Regions from separate parts of the Mus musculus genome. Here region 2 is linked to region 1. A link is a contact called in public Hi-C data. All regions are on one chromosome and are shown on one strand. The core of a region is the stretch at or near the end of the contact, and the rest is flanking DNA. Distances in the headings are between cores, read along the strand shown.

Region 1 (7,482 bases), core at 2,561-5,060:
CAGATAAGGGGTTTTATCAGTATTATCCCACACTCACTATATCATCCACCACTGCAGGAAATAATCATTTCAGAATTTTCAGTAGTGCCACTGGGCATCTAAGTCTCAGAGAAGAATTCTCCTCTGTGGGGTTTCTCTAACTGTAAGTGAGGTCGTATGGAGCATGGGCTGCTGTCCTTAGACTATCTCTCTGTATTGGTATAATTTAATAGGACTTCCAGCAAAGGAAGTTCAACAGGCAGGGTTTCTAAGCATCAAAAAGCCTTAGTACAATCAACTCAACTCAGCTCTTGTGCTACTCCCTATCTAAGCAAGACTCTAAGAGTTACAGGTTTTCATCTGGACATTATGAGTGTATTTTTTTTAACTTCAAAAAGAGCTGGTTTTACTAAACCCCAACAAAGTGTATATTACTCTATATGAGAAAGAATAACCTCTATTTTAATAGGTGAACTTGTGTTGAGGTTGACAACAAAGAATGAGATCCTATTTTTAAGTGCCCAAACACCTTCAGTAGCTCAATGAGCTAACAGAACCAAAAGCAAAACTTGCCTTGACTTTTACTGACACTGAATTTATTGGTAATTGTATTTGGTTTGTCAAAGTGGCAACCGCTCAGTATCCGAAAGTCTCATGCATTTTAAGCACAAAGTATAATCCTGACTACTTATAGTCAGAGTAACTATCTTGAGCCAGCAACATAATGAACATGCAAAATAAACTTCAGAGGGTTTTTTTTTTTTTTTTTTGTAAGTAGTGATGGAATTCTGAAATCTTTGGACACAAGATTATGGTGGGGAGGGGTCATCTTCTTCATTGAGACTTTAATCTCTTTCCAAGCATCAGGATTTCACAGGGATTTGTGCCCCTGTGCTTTCCTTAGTGACTTCTTAGAAAGCTGTAGTTGTTCCCAAAGTGGGAAACCACAAGATGATGTGCTCACAGGTCACTGATACTGTTTTCATGTAGGTATGGACAGAAAGTGCTGAGAAAAGTCAGTTAGAAACAGGAACTAACACACAATGGATTGTCACAAAATAATTTTTATGCAGTATGGCAAAAGAGAACACTACCTAAGAAGTCTAAAAACTCAGTTCTTACTTTGGTCCATTTCTATAAATTGTAAAAACAAAGCAAAATAGAGATTTATTTCCCAAACTCTATATGGCTGTGGAAACTGAATATAAGTAGTTTCCATCCCAGATTAGTTGTAATCTTAAATACTGTACAGTTAACAATGTACACATTTTACCTTTTGAAAATACTGCGGACATCTAAGACACAAGAGCAGACACAAGAGCAGATAGGAGCTAACGATTAGCAAACATTTCCTGGTAAACACAAATCATTTCAGCGGAAAAGATACAAATCCATAGGTTTCAGGATATCCAAGCATTTTCATTTTCAAAGTGCAAAGTTATAACATATGCATAGGATGGACTATATATAATTTTGAAATATATATATAAACTTTTCCATGGTCTTCATGAGAGCCACTCCCGCCTCCCCAGAAATGTCTACTGTTTACAATGTTAAGGAGTCTCCACCACTTTGCCTGTAAGTTTCAACCAGAAGTCCTCAGTGTACCTGAAGCCAAACTGAGCATTAGGTATTTTACAAAATGGCTGTAAACCCCCATTATGGGCATACATGGCTCTTTGATCTCACTGCACAGAATTCATAAGTGTTCAATAATGCTATACCATTACACCACACACCTTCAACTTTTTCCATTTTTCCACAATTCTTTCCAAAATCAGCTTCCAGAGCAAAGCAATGTAACATGAAAAGTTTCTGGGAGGGCTTGTTACATAAAAGAACAGCGTGGATGAAAACTAAGCCACACACACATCCATCTTCTGCTGGGCTTGTTTATCCCTCCTCTCCCTCCATCACTCCTAAACGGGGGGTGCACTTGAGTAATGGAAAGAGAAGGCTCTTCCATCACCACACACTTCCAGCACCTCTGACTTTGGTCCTCTGTAAGTCTGCATAGGTGATGAAAACCCTAAGAAAAGAGAAGCTGTCCCTTTAAAATGCCCTGCTCTGTCCCAGATCCCACGTGGAACCAACATCAGCAGCACTTTCCCACTAACATCAATGTGATGCAAGAGGCACCATCCTTTTATATACATAAAACCAGAAAACTTCAGTCCAACATTCCTTAGTGAGGGCGAACAGGTGAAGCAAACGAGCCAGGAAGGGAGAAACCAAACAACTCCCCACCCCTCCCCAGAAGGTTCGCCAGTCTTGCCCTCCAGTCTCTCTGGGCAACAGCACCTTTCCACCCCTCCTCTGGAGAGCCCAGCTTAAAGAAAGGAGGGAGCCACTAACAAAACCCGAGGCATAAATGCGACGAAAATGCAATCTAAAGCCGGAAAGGTTTATTCTTCCAATCACACATATTAACTCTATTAAGAAAATGGCATCACTTTTTTTCCTACCCCAAAAAGCAACCTCCTCACAGATCATTAAAAGGGAGTTATAAAATAGCAAATATAGTGTTTATCTTATCTCAGATCAGTCCACATTACCAATAAGTTTAGTAGTTTCTGCACTACCACCTCCCCCTCCCTCCCCCTGCTTCTCTTGCATTGGATTTTCACGTTTTCTCATTGTCGGTGGAGTTATAAAAGGCTTTTGCCCTTCGAAAGTTTTAAAAAATAAATAAATATTAACTCCTTGGTCCCTGCAAAGTCCAAATGGACTTCAGGGGAAAGGCGGTTCACACTTTTACCTTTGGCGAGAAAGGGGGGCGCATCCCGGATTTTTAGGGATTTTTTGCGATTTTTTAACAATTTTTATTTGGTTATATGCCTGAGTTCTCCCTCCATTTTGGTTGTTTATGATACTGACAACAAGCTGTCCCTGCTCCGTCCCGATCTCCTGCTTTCATTTAGCACCCCCTCCCCCTACGCCCCCGTCGCCACCCGGCTGGGTCCGGCGCCCCGCGGACCCCGCACCCCGACTCGGCTCTCCCACCTGGGCAGGAGGGCAAAAACAAATGCATTTCTCCAGAAAAGAAAAACCTCTTCGGAAAAGGGGGCAAAGTTACCCCAAGTCACTCCCAGTACCCCCCAAATATTGCCGACCGCGGGTCTCCGCCAGGCCCTCTGGGAAGCGACCTTCCCCCGGGATGTTTTGGTGGAAAACGCGGAGAGTTTCCTCTCAAAACCGAATTTATATTAATTTTTCCCTTATTTTTCGGGTCTCTAATGTCTTCCGCTCTCTCTGCTGCCGCTGCCGCTGTCACAATATTCACAGCACCAGAGAGGAGGAGGAGGAGGAGGAGGAAAACTTTTCAAACTTTCCAGACCCTGAATAAAAGGGTTTTTTTTTTCCCACCGACCTCACCTTCGGGTCCCCAGTCGCGTCGCCCCCTGCCCTGTCAGCAGCGACCTCGGGAGTCCTTGCAGCCCCGCCGCACGATTTTATTTGATTTTTTATTATTATTTTTCTCTCTGGGGTCCTGAGCAGGGGCTGGGAGTAGCACAAACTTTTCCTCCTCCTGCCGCCGCCGCGGCTCCTCTGCCCCCTCGGCTAGTCCCATAATTTAAATAACCCTGATATTCCTCCCGCTAAACGCCTCCCCGCCGCCCCGGACCCCCGGAGAACTCACCGCGGAGCTTTAACATCCTCCCTCCGGCCCGTCCGCCGCCTTTACACCGCCCGCGGAATTTCTAATAATTTTTTTCTCATATTTCGGGCTGGACGCGGCGGGCCTGGAAATTGTTTCCTTACGCCTCTTTCCAGCAGCCATTGTAGTGTATGCGCTGCCCCTGCAGCTCAACTTGCAGCTGCCGCCGCCGCCGCCGCCGCCGCCGCAGCCGCCGACGTCGCGCCCACCGCCGCCTCCTACCCCCCCCCACCCCCCCCCCCGCCCGCTCGGCCGCCGCCCCCGCCCCCGCCCCGCGCCCGCCCGCCGGCCCGCCCTGGCCCCCGCCCGCCGAGGTGCCCGCCCTCCTCACGCTCCGCCCAGGGCCTGGCCAGTCCGAGCGGCCGCCGCCGGGTCCAGATGAGCTCATTGGTTGACGTGGCTGCCCATCAGGCCGAAGTGGTAAGAGCGATGCTGAAGGGCGGGGGGCGCGGTGGGGCGGGGAGAAGGCGGGGTCTCACGCCGTCCCACCCGCTCCTCCTGCTTGAGCCCTCCTCCCGCTGCCCGGGGGCGGAGCGAACTGAGCCCGCCCCAACCTCACAGAGTTCCGCGCGCCTGTCAATCTGGCAGCGGCGTGCGTGGATTGGACAAGCTGGAACGGGGGGCGCGGGGGCAGCACGTTGGGGTGCGCGCTACTTAAGGTCCTGCTGCGTGAGCCACTGACGTGTTTGGAACTGCAGCCGGCCCGGGTGCTGGCTGAGTGGTGGCCTGTGGTGAGTGGTCTCCGGCCCCTCCCTCCCTGGACAGCAGGCCCGGGACAGCACTGCGCCGAGGGCAGACCCTAGTTCGTGGCGCCAAACCCTCCGCGGCGCGGCATGCTCCTGCCGCTACTCACGCCACGCGATTCGTCCGGCCGGGGCAGCGGAAGGTGACCCCATGCAGGTCTGGGCACCCCGGATTGTGTCACTCCCCTCCTTGCCCTCCCCAGGTCCCCGCTCTACGCCGCCCCCTTCCTTCCCAGCCCCTTTTGTGGTGTTTACCTGTGCCCGCCCTCCACCGTCCGATTCTGCGGCGCGGCACCTCGGAAGGCGGTGCGGTCCGGGAGTTACATTCTTGGAGATTCGTCTCCGACCTCTCAGATCCCTGTGATGTGTACTTTGACATTTTGTCCCTGGTACTCTGTACCCAGGTTTATGGTGTGCTGTATTTCTGTTTCCGGATTTAACACTCACAGACCAGACTCTGAGAAGCCTGGGGGGCCTGGACTTGTTCAGTAACGTGCCCTTCCCCCACTGCGGATCAAAGCTGCGAAGAGTGGGAAATCAGGAACTTTTTTGGTAAGCAGTTTGCCCTTTAGAGTAGATTTTAGCACTATTTCTCAGATGTGCTGTAGGTTTGCAGTCTTCCCTCAGGCTGGTTTTCTTTCTGAATGTCATCTTGGAAGTAGTACAGTGTTGTAACAGTTGTTCACTCCTGCACCTTCAAAAAGTAAACAGATAAGGCCTCTTTAGCAGGGCACTCCATCTTGTCCTTCAGCCACACTCCTCCATGTAAATTGACATTTCCTCTTCCTTTTCTGTTAACACAGGAATTCATACGAAGGAGGTGACATTAGGAAAACCATGTTTATAGTGCATTTAGTATCCAGAATAAAAAGCAGTAAAACGGGAATAGCCTGAAGCAGCAAATTTGATGCCTGTTTTGTGTGGATACTTTTTAAAAGAATTTCTGGCTGATGATAATGAAACAACAGAATCTCATGATCAGGACGCAGTGTGAATTGTGTTCGTATCAGATTGTCGAGATTATTATATGCATGAACGATCAAGCGGAGCTCTGTGGGAGACATGAAGAGAAGACTGTAGATTTTCTTAGTTCTGGTATTCTCTCAGGAAGAGGCAGTCTTGTAAACTATCTTCCGAAGAGGAAAGGCTTCTAGAGATAGTTGGACTTTGTACTGAGTGCCCTTCCTGTCAAGACGCTTCTACTGGCTGGGTATTTTCAATGAAGTTCATGGCATAAATGATTATTTGGTGATTACTGAAAGTTAAAGGACTCAGAGTAATCAGATTCTATCTCCGGGAAAAGTTGGGCTCCTTTAGCTTAGACATCCCGATCTTTACCAGAATGGAAGAAGTTGGACTGGATGGCCATTGATTCAGAATATGTTCACTTCTTAAGAGTTTATGGGCTTGAATTACTTTTCTGGAATATACATTATTTTGTTTAACATTGTTTTTGGTGACATTTCATACAAAACGTTGGACTTCTCTGAAAAGGCCCATGCATGTTTGTTTTGTTCTGTTTTTTAATTCAGTAGAGTTGTGTACTTCATACTGCCTTATTTCTCTGGCATCTGCTTTGATTTTTCGGTAGAAAAGTGATTAAACTAGAGTAGCATTTGGGTGTGTAAGCCAGATCAGCCCCTTAAGCTAAGTAGAGGACGTTTTTTCAAAGATGGTGGGTGGCTCATCAATACCTTATCGATATATTGAGATAAATGAAGCCCTTTCTCAAATAATTGTGACTTGTGTTTTTTTTTTTTTTTTTTTTTTTTTTAACCTCTTCCCCTGCAAGAGAATTGTACAGTTTCATTTGAACTGGGATTTGAAGAGCAGTTGTACTTGACCATGACTGATTGGCTGACTTCATAAAGTGTATGACTTGACTTCCAATAGCTAATTGGCTCTTAGGGTAATGTGATGTCTTTAATGGATAAAACCTTTGCAAAGCTGTATTTTTAAGACTCAAATTGGAAAATTACTGAGCCACAGTAGCATTCTCTGACCTCCTTCAACCCATGGAAAGTATTAATCTACATAGAAGGTAGAAAGGGAATTGAAAAATTCATTCATTGTTTTTTTAACTATGGCTTTTTAGAATGTTAAGTAAGCAGTAACTTGACTTTTGTTTGTGTGTGTTTCATTGTTTCCTATAGAGTACCTTCTACTTTGAAAATTAAATTTTGTGGGTAAATTAAATTAAAAGTACTTGTGGGGCTGATGACATTTTCTGGTCATTTCCTTCTGACCTGTTTTTCTGTCGCCTGCCTTCAGTAAGAAGACAAGATGCCCATGGTCACTCGGCGGCTGAGAGATCCTGACATAAACCCTTGCTTGTCGGTAGGGTGCTTTGCTTTTCATTGTCATGAGGGTTAACTTGGAAAAACCAATATTAATTTTGTGGGTATCTGTCCTAAGCAGTTATTGAATAAAATATTTTTCTGTGAAAAAGATATTCCTGGCCAGTGTATTTTATTTCACTATAACACTTAAAAATGACCAAAATGTGCCTAACAAAGACTCTGTTCTTCAATTCTGCTTAACTGTGGAATAAACAGGGTTTGGTTGTCACTGTAAAACTTGTATATGTAGCACTAAGGAAAGTCCTTAGTCTACACATGGGACAGTACAGCAAATTTACAACCAATGGTTTTCATCACAGCAATTATTTAATCTGCCTTTGAGACAGCCTGGCTTGAGTCATGGGTTCACAGTAGGATTAGCTTATGTTAAGCTCAATGGTTTTCACAAAGGTATCTTATAGACAGCATTGTGTTGCAAAAATAAGTTTTTGTTGACATTAATTGGATATAGCTTGCAACACTTTGTTGTGGCTTTGCCATTCCTGAGAAATACAATGTAAATACTATATTGTTGCTATGAGGAATATTAATCCACCATCCTTTATGGGGTTTTCAAAAATACACATTACACAGTATACATCCATTGGTTTATATCATCTGTTTCCAGCATTAAGTATTGTTTAGGCAAGATAGTTTTTTTAGGCCTGTGAAGCAGATTCCCTGCGTATTTGAAACTTTATTTTAGATAACTTCTCATAGTCCTACCTTTCACTTTGAAGCTTGTTGTACAATCTGCTTCTAG
Region 2 (7,482 bases), core at 1,613-4,112, 7.5 Mb after region 1:
CTTCACAGCAATAGAACAGTAGCTAAGACATGGTTAAGATCACATCTTCTAGCCATCAAAAGAAAAAATTTTGTGGTAGTTTTGCATGGCTATTTCAATGGCAAGAGTTGCAGTGTATTAAAAGAACATTGTTGGGCTGATGAGATGGCTCAGCGGTTAAGAGCACTGGCTGCTCTTCTAGAGGTCATGAGTTCAAATACCAGCAACCACATGGTGGCTCACAACCATCTGTAATGAGAAACAAATTTAAAAAAGACCTATGGGCTGGAGTGAACAGGGCCAAAGCGAGTGAACAGGACTGGAGCAAGAGGGAAAAAGGGAAGTGGTGGGAGGGCATAGTTATGACGGAAAAGACATTACATTTCCATATATATGGAAAAAATATCACATATGTAGGATTGTATCCACTTGGAATCTTGGAACATTTTCTGTGAATAAGAGTACCTGTTCTTCTATGTCAATCAAATAAGTGTAATACAAATTTTAAAAAAGTAAGTCCTTGCCAAATATGTATGGGTGGCAAAGACATAAATACCCTTCCAAAGTAATAAATATGTCATTAGACAATTGCAAGATTAGACAGTGGGCTAATACTATGTACATATTAGAATAGACAAATCTAAAACACTGACTCTTAATGCTGGGTAAGTGCAAAATGAGATAAATATTTAGAAGACAGTTTGGTAGTTTCTTATATAGATGGTCCTTTTATCATATGGTCCCATGATTACTCTAAATATTGAGCTTAATGAGATGAAAACTTATATTCACACAAAAATTTCCACACACAAGTGCACGCACACACACACACTCCTATCTCTTAGGAAGAAGAGAGAATTGAAAAGCTTACAAATTATTTCATGAGAGATTGTATCCTTGGATCGATAATGATGTATTTGTCAAAACTGTACAATACTCAGTAATTATAATATATCAATATTGGCTGATCAATTGTAATATATGTACAATCTTACTTCAAGTTATTAATAGAAGGGGACTTGGGGTGGGGAAAGAAAAATATGGGATCTCTCTATACTGTCTGTGAAATTTATTGTAAAACTGCTCTTAAAAAGGGCACATCCCTGGAATCCCAACGTTGGGAGGTGGAAATAGGAGATGTACAATTTTCACATCAGCTTGGGCTACTTAACTGGCTTAAAAAAATTGTGGGTTAGGGATATAGATCCTTTTAGAGTACTTGCCTAACCTCAAGATCCTAGGTTTGATTTCCAGAACTGGAGAAAAACAAGAGTATGAGTGGACTTTTAGACTTAAAGGTATTTCTTTGGTTTTGTTTTTTGTTTTTCCTAGCTGAGGGAGAAGAATATGCACGTTTACTTGCTGTTCCCTCCCCACATAGTCTTGTTAAGCAGAAGATAGACATGAAAAACGTCGGTAAAAGGGGAATCCCACAGACAGCTTGAGTCCTGTTCCTTGTTTAGATAGCCTGCCAGTCTATTGTAAAATCCTGGCCTCAGCCTTCAGTGTGAAACCTCAATTTTATTTTTTTTTTATTTTTTTTATTTTTTTAAAGATTTATTTATTGATTATATGTAAGTACACCGTAGCTGTCTTCAGACACTCCAGAAGAGGGCGTCAGATCTCGTTATGGATGGTTGTGAGCCACCATGTGGTTGCTGGTATTTGAACTCTGGACCTTTGGAAGAACAGTCGGGTGCTCTTACCCACTGAGCCATCTCACCAGCCCCCGAAACCTCAATTTTAAAAAGAAGAAAATGTCCTAAGGGAAGGTCATGAGATCAAATACAAGACCTTGAACAAATCTAACAAATGAATAGACAGTGTCTAGTTGAAAGCAATTCTGGCAAACATACAGGAGAATGGAGACATTTTAAGCCTCCTCAGCAGAGCACGACAAAGAGACAGTTATATAAACCCTGAGAGGGAGATAGCCTAGGCACTGAGCTGATCCACCCCACTCTCTCCCTGATGGCCTGTTCCTACTTTTGCTGATCTGCTTTTGTTTTGCTACAACTTTGTGTCTTGATGGGTGGTTCCTGAGAGGACCAGAATAGAGAAAAATTCCTTCTTAACACTCCCTAGGACTATGTATAGTTTCAAGTGTCCAGCACTTGACAGAGAAACTATTCATAAAATTAAAACAAACACACTTTTTATTTTGAGGCAGGGTCTCACGGAGTAGTAGTCTAGGCTGGTCTGAAGCTCAAACTCTTCCTTTGTCCTTTAAATGCTGGAATTGGCAGACTGCTTGTCAGCCAGAAATAGACTTTGTGCTCTCTCTTATATTCGTGACGTTTCATTTATATACCTTTTTGAACCTTATAAGAATTAATCCTCATAATCAGCTCGTGGGATTATTCATCATATTTAACATTTTCATAAACGAGAAAATTTTCCTTTCGTTTGCTGAGACAAGTTGTCTCCCTCCCTCTTTCTCCCTTTCCCTCATTTTTTGAGACACGGTCTCATGTAGCTCAAGCTGGGATTCAACTCCTGGCTGGCCTTGTGTGTGCTCTTTTCTTCTCTTTGAAAACAGTGTCTTTTCAGATTCCCTCATTGCATGGTTTTGTTTGGAGAGCATGCCTCGTGGGAGGCATACGGTGCCGTGTGTCTAGATTTGGCACACTTTCCTATCTTCTAGAACTCATCGCCTCTCGCAGGCGTCGTGGCTCCGCTACTCCGGAGAACCACGGGATTTGGACCACTGCAAACACCGTAGTCCCCGCCCCTCTTTTTTTTTTTTTTTCCCTGCCCCTTTGGGCTCGCAGAAGGCGCCCTCCGCCGCGCTGGAGGAGGCGGGGCTTACGGCTTAAGTCAGCAAGCTGCGATGGGATTGGTGGAGGCTTGAGACGACAGCGTCCTGTTTACCGGAAGTACTGCAGTTTTCCCCCTAGCTGGAGCCTCGGCCTGGGAGGTTGGAGAGCTGCCCCGGAAGTCATCTCCCGGTCCCCCGCCCGCGGCAGACATGGCGGTGGACTCGTCTATGGAGCTGCTATTTTTAGATACTTTTAAACATCCGAGCGCTGAGGTAAGGCCTCGCGACCCGATTTCGACACGGCCCCTCAGTTCCGGTACCCCTGCTGCGGAGTCGGGGGCCGTCCGGGCGGTGTCCTCCCTCAGTCGCGCGCGCGCGGGGGTCCTCTGGTCCACACCCCCTCCCCCAGCCCGGTGCGAGCCCGGTGGCCCTGGGCGGCGGCCCTGCCTTTCTCGGCTTTGATTTGGGGCCCGCGGCTTCAGTCGAGTCAGTCGCGCTGCTGACAGTTTGTCCTGTCAGCGTTGAGTCCTGCGGAGGGTCCTTGGTCTCAGGTGTACTTCGGGTGGGATGCAGGCGTGAGCTTGGGCATCTGGTTTTTGACAGTAGTGTCGGGTTCTGGATGCCCTCAGGGTACGGACTATCCAGGATCCTAAGTCCTCTTCTATCTCTCTTCTAACGGCGGTCTCATTGCTCAATTTGTCATAGCACTTCAATAGTTTGGGAAGGAATTCACCTATTAGGACATGACAGATCTACGAGAATCTCCTTTGCGTGGAGGACACTTGCGAATCATGCAGTATTGAAGGACTAAAGACTGTCATTAGAAAGCAAGTCTGTTGTTTTCAGGGGACGAAGGTGGGGTGTTGCGTAGTTTTGTGTACAGAATTACTTTAGCGTCCCTGAAAGGCCTTGGAATTCTTAAGTTGAATGTACTGAATGTAGCGAATTAACGAAGATTCGCAAAAATGAACTATAACGAAGTCCACAGAGAAATTCGGCTGCGAGGAAGAGAGAGTAAATGAACAAGCCTCATATTTGTTTGTTTCACCGGAAACCTAATCATTTCGAGAGTCATTCTTTGGGGATTGTCTTGTTTCTATGAAGACTGTATTCTTTTTTTTTTTTTTTTTTAAGATTTATTTATTTTATGTATGTGGGTACGCTGTCGCTGTCTTAAGACACACCAGAAGAGGGCATCAGATTCCTTGTGAGCCATCATGAGGTTGCTGGGACTTGAACTCAGGACCCCTGGAAGAGCAGTCAGTGCTCTTAACCGCTGAGCCATCTCTCCAACCCTACTGTACTCTTAATATGACAACATGAAAGTAGGGTAGAGTGTCTCCTATTCTTTCTCGGTTGTATGTCCTGGGTTTAGACCGTACCTAGGAAAACATAAGCATCTGAATGAGAAGAGATTTAAAATGTTCTCTTATGAAGTAATGAAATGAGTACGGCTGCATTTTCTTGAATAAATGAATGAGTGACTGCTGGGCTATGTAATTCCAGCCAGACTTGAGAAAACGCAAAATGGCTGCCAAACGCAAAATTGTTACCAGAACAAACATCTTTATGGAAGTAGAGAACAATAAAATTTAAAGAAAGAACCAGGCATGGCATTAATGTTTTTTATCCCAGTACTTGGGAAGCCCAGGTAGGCAGATCTTTGTGAGTTTGAGGCCAGTGAACTCTCATAGCAAGTTCCAGGACAGTCAGGGTTACATAGTAAGAGTCTGTCTTAAAACAATTTTTTTTGGAAGAAGCATACATACCTAGTACTAGTCTACCAAGCAATTTGTCATTCTTTCAGGCTTTTCTATCCTTCGTTCTTAGACAAAAATTAAGGATCCTAGGAAAACAGAGCAGGTTAAAAAAATACTCTCCGGGAGTGGTTGAAGGTTTAGAAAAAAAAAATCCCATTTGACTTTATCTTGGAAGAGTAGGGGTTTGTAAGAGGTATAGAAATGTTTGGTTCGAGTTAGAATATGTTGTGTAAAGAGGTACACTGGGAATCCTGTGAAGTTTACAGTCTTATCTCCAAAATGCCTAATCACTGGAGTGTAGAGGATGAATGGCATTAACTGAATCACAAAGCACACCTTAATCTCAGCACTTGGGAGGCAGAGGCAGGTGGATCTCTGTGATTTCTAGGCCAGCCTAATCTATAGAGTGAGTTCCAGGACAGCCAGGACTATGCAGAGAAACCCTGTCTAGCAAAACTAAACAAAAAAGCCAAAAAGCCCAACTTAGTTTACAAAACAAAAGGCACTAAAACCAAACAAAATTCTTTTTTTTTTTTTTGGACTGGGGCTAACTTGCAGTGTGAACTAGGGCTGGTTTAGAACTCAGAGATTCACCTACCTCAGCCTCCCTGGAACCAGGATTAAAGGTGGGTGCCACCATTCCCAGCCAAACAAAGTCCGTATTCAGTGTCTGATGTAGGACACTCTAGTTGATACTTATTTAGCTCTCTTTGTGAACATAAAGGTACAGAATTTTGGTGAGAGGCTATTCCTTTGTGAATATCAAGGGAGATTTCATTAACGCAAGTGACATATTAAGTTGATCTTGGTAAAATGGGAACTGTTTCTTTGATTGTGGGAAAGGAGGGCTGCTGTCGTCAGTCTTCTGTTAGGTTATGCCCAGACCAGCTGTATGAATTGATGCCTGACAGGCCATGTCTTGGAGCGCCTTAAATGTTCAAGAATAGTACAGACTCTTTGTTGGAAGTCTTTCGTTATTGAGCAGGGGGATTATATGATTAGTAAGCTAGATAGATTAATTGGTCAGTCATAGAATAAAAAAGTCAGTGAAAATGGGTAGCAAAGTCAGAATGGGTGAGTGAGGTGCAGTGAAAGCTAGTTAGCAGATGGAATTGATCCCTGGAGCTTTTCCTGAGCTAGGGACAGTGCTTTGGTTATTTGAAGGAATTTTCTCTGATCTATTAGTTTTGAAAGTTGTTTTCATTTTATAGATAAGCAATGGTAAAAGGTCAGGTGGTTTCTTTGAACTGACATGGCTACCTTAAGGTAAAATGACATTCTGAGCCATGCCTGCATTCCGGACATCTAGAGAAGAAGTACAAGCTCATGGCTCCCTGGGCGACATAGAAGACAGACAAAAACAAGGTGTGTGAGATGGCTGCATGAGCAAAGCCCCTGACGCCAATCCTGAGAACTTCAGTGTGGTTTCTGGGGCTTCTGATCAAAGGAGAGAACTGCCTCTAGAGGATTTCCTCTGACTTGCATTCAGGCACTGTGGAATAAAGAAAGAAAAATCAAACCAGACAAAACCAGGAAGAAAATACAACACCAGACATTTTTTTTTCCTGGCTCTAAAGTGATGCCATCGGTTTTGCAGTGGGACCAAGGAGGAAGAAGTGCATGCAAGGCACGTCTTGGAGGAGAGGCAGTTCGTAAACATGAAACAAGAAAGTTGAGTTGCTTCTAAAGACATTTGTAATCTATAGGGAAGTTAACCTTTGATTAACCTTTCGCAGAGGATCCCTAAAAGGGGTGAGAGAAGCTCTAGATGAATTACTAGTGGTAGTTTGAATGGCTGGAGAGAAGGCTCAGCAGTTTAGAGCATTTGCTATTTTTGCAGAGGTTCCGGGATTACACAGCTGTGTAACTCCAGTTTCGGGGGCTGAAATGCCCCCTTCTGACCTCTTCAGGCACCAGCATGTGTGCAGTACCACGAATGTGATGTACATACATATACGCGGGCAATATACAGATACATAAGATAAATATTTAAAGGTAAAAAAACCCCTTTGTATTGCGATTCCTTTAAAAATGGGGCTGGAGAGATGATTCAGTGGTTAAGCACACCTGTTAGTCTTACAGAGGACCTGATTTTGTTTCTAGTACCCGTATCAGGAGGTGCACAGCTGTAATTCCAGCTCCATGGGATCCTACCCCATGGCCATATGTGTGCAAACATACATGATTAAAACTAAAGTAAACCTTAGGGGGAAAAAGTGTGTACTGTTCTTGCACAGGACCCAGGGTCAGTTCTGGGTGCCTGGAATCACCTGCACCTACTCCCCTCAACACACACAGATATATGTAGTTACAAATAATCAACCAGTTAATCAGTCAGGCAATCTTTAGGGCTCCGGACATGGCTCAGTGATTAAGAACACTTGTTGCTCTTGCAGAGGGACTTAAGTTTGGTTCTTAGCACTGACAGCAGGCAGCCTCCAATGGCTTGTGACTTTAGCTCCAAGGAATCTAGTGCCTTCCTTTGGCTTCCTTTGGCTTCCCTTGGCACTGCACATGTAAATTTCATTCTAGAAAACTTAGAAGATGGAGTGAGCAAATGACTCAGTGGATAAAAAGCACTTGGCAGCCAAGCTTTACGGGTTCAGCTCTGGAACCGTGGAAAGGGGGAAGGAGAGAACTGACTCCCCAGAGTTGTTCTTTACATCCATGTGCATGGCATCTGGGTGCACACATCACACACACACACACTTAAATGAAAAGGAAAAGAGAAAAGAAAAAAACCAAAAATTGTAAGATAGAGAAAAAGCATACCCTTTCATAGATCTAGTCTTCATTAACTCTCTCTTCTTTCTGTCTCCTTTATCTTGCAGCAGTCGATCGTCACATAAACAGTTACGTGCTTTTAAGTCTGGTTTATTGATTTCAGACTAACAAGATTGATCACTAGAAAATAAATGATGTTCCAATAAAAGAATAAAACAGTATTACAAATCAAACTACAAGGTCAGCTGAGCATGGTGCCTG

Evidence for each region. A called contact is a pair of places that touch in the nucleus more often than the background predicts.
Region 2: a contact with region 1 is called in a Hi-C map of CD8 T cells, with 4 times the contacts expected there. The contact joins the promoter of Virma here to the promoter of Plag1 in region 1. A contact is called at or near these places in 2 of 484 Hi-C or Micro-C datasets (CD4 T cells and CD8 T cells).

Annotation. Positions count from the first base shown.
Region 1 is chr4:3,934,595-3,942,076 of GRCm38.p6, forward strand. It overlaps Plag1 (pleiomorphic adenoma gene 1), which reads right to left and starts at 3,811. Exons shown (of 6, transcript NM_019969.3): 1 at 3,620-3,811. Chchd7 (coiled-coil-helix-coiled-coil-helix domain containing 7) reads left to right here and starts at 4,294. Exons shown (of 5, transcript NM_181391.4): 1 at 4,294-4,537; 2 at 4,785-4,932; 3 at 6,652-6,717. The coding sequence starts at 6,664.
Region 2 is chr4:11,483,096-11,490,577 of GRCm38.p6, forward strand. Virma (vir like m6A methyltransferase associated) reads left to right here and starts at 2,863. Exons shown (of 24, transcript NM_001347055.1): 1 at 2,863-3,010. The coding sequence starts at 2,948.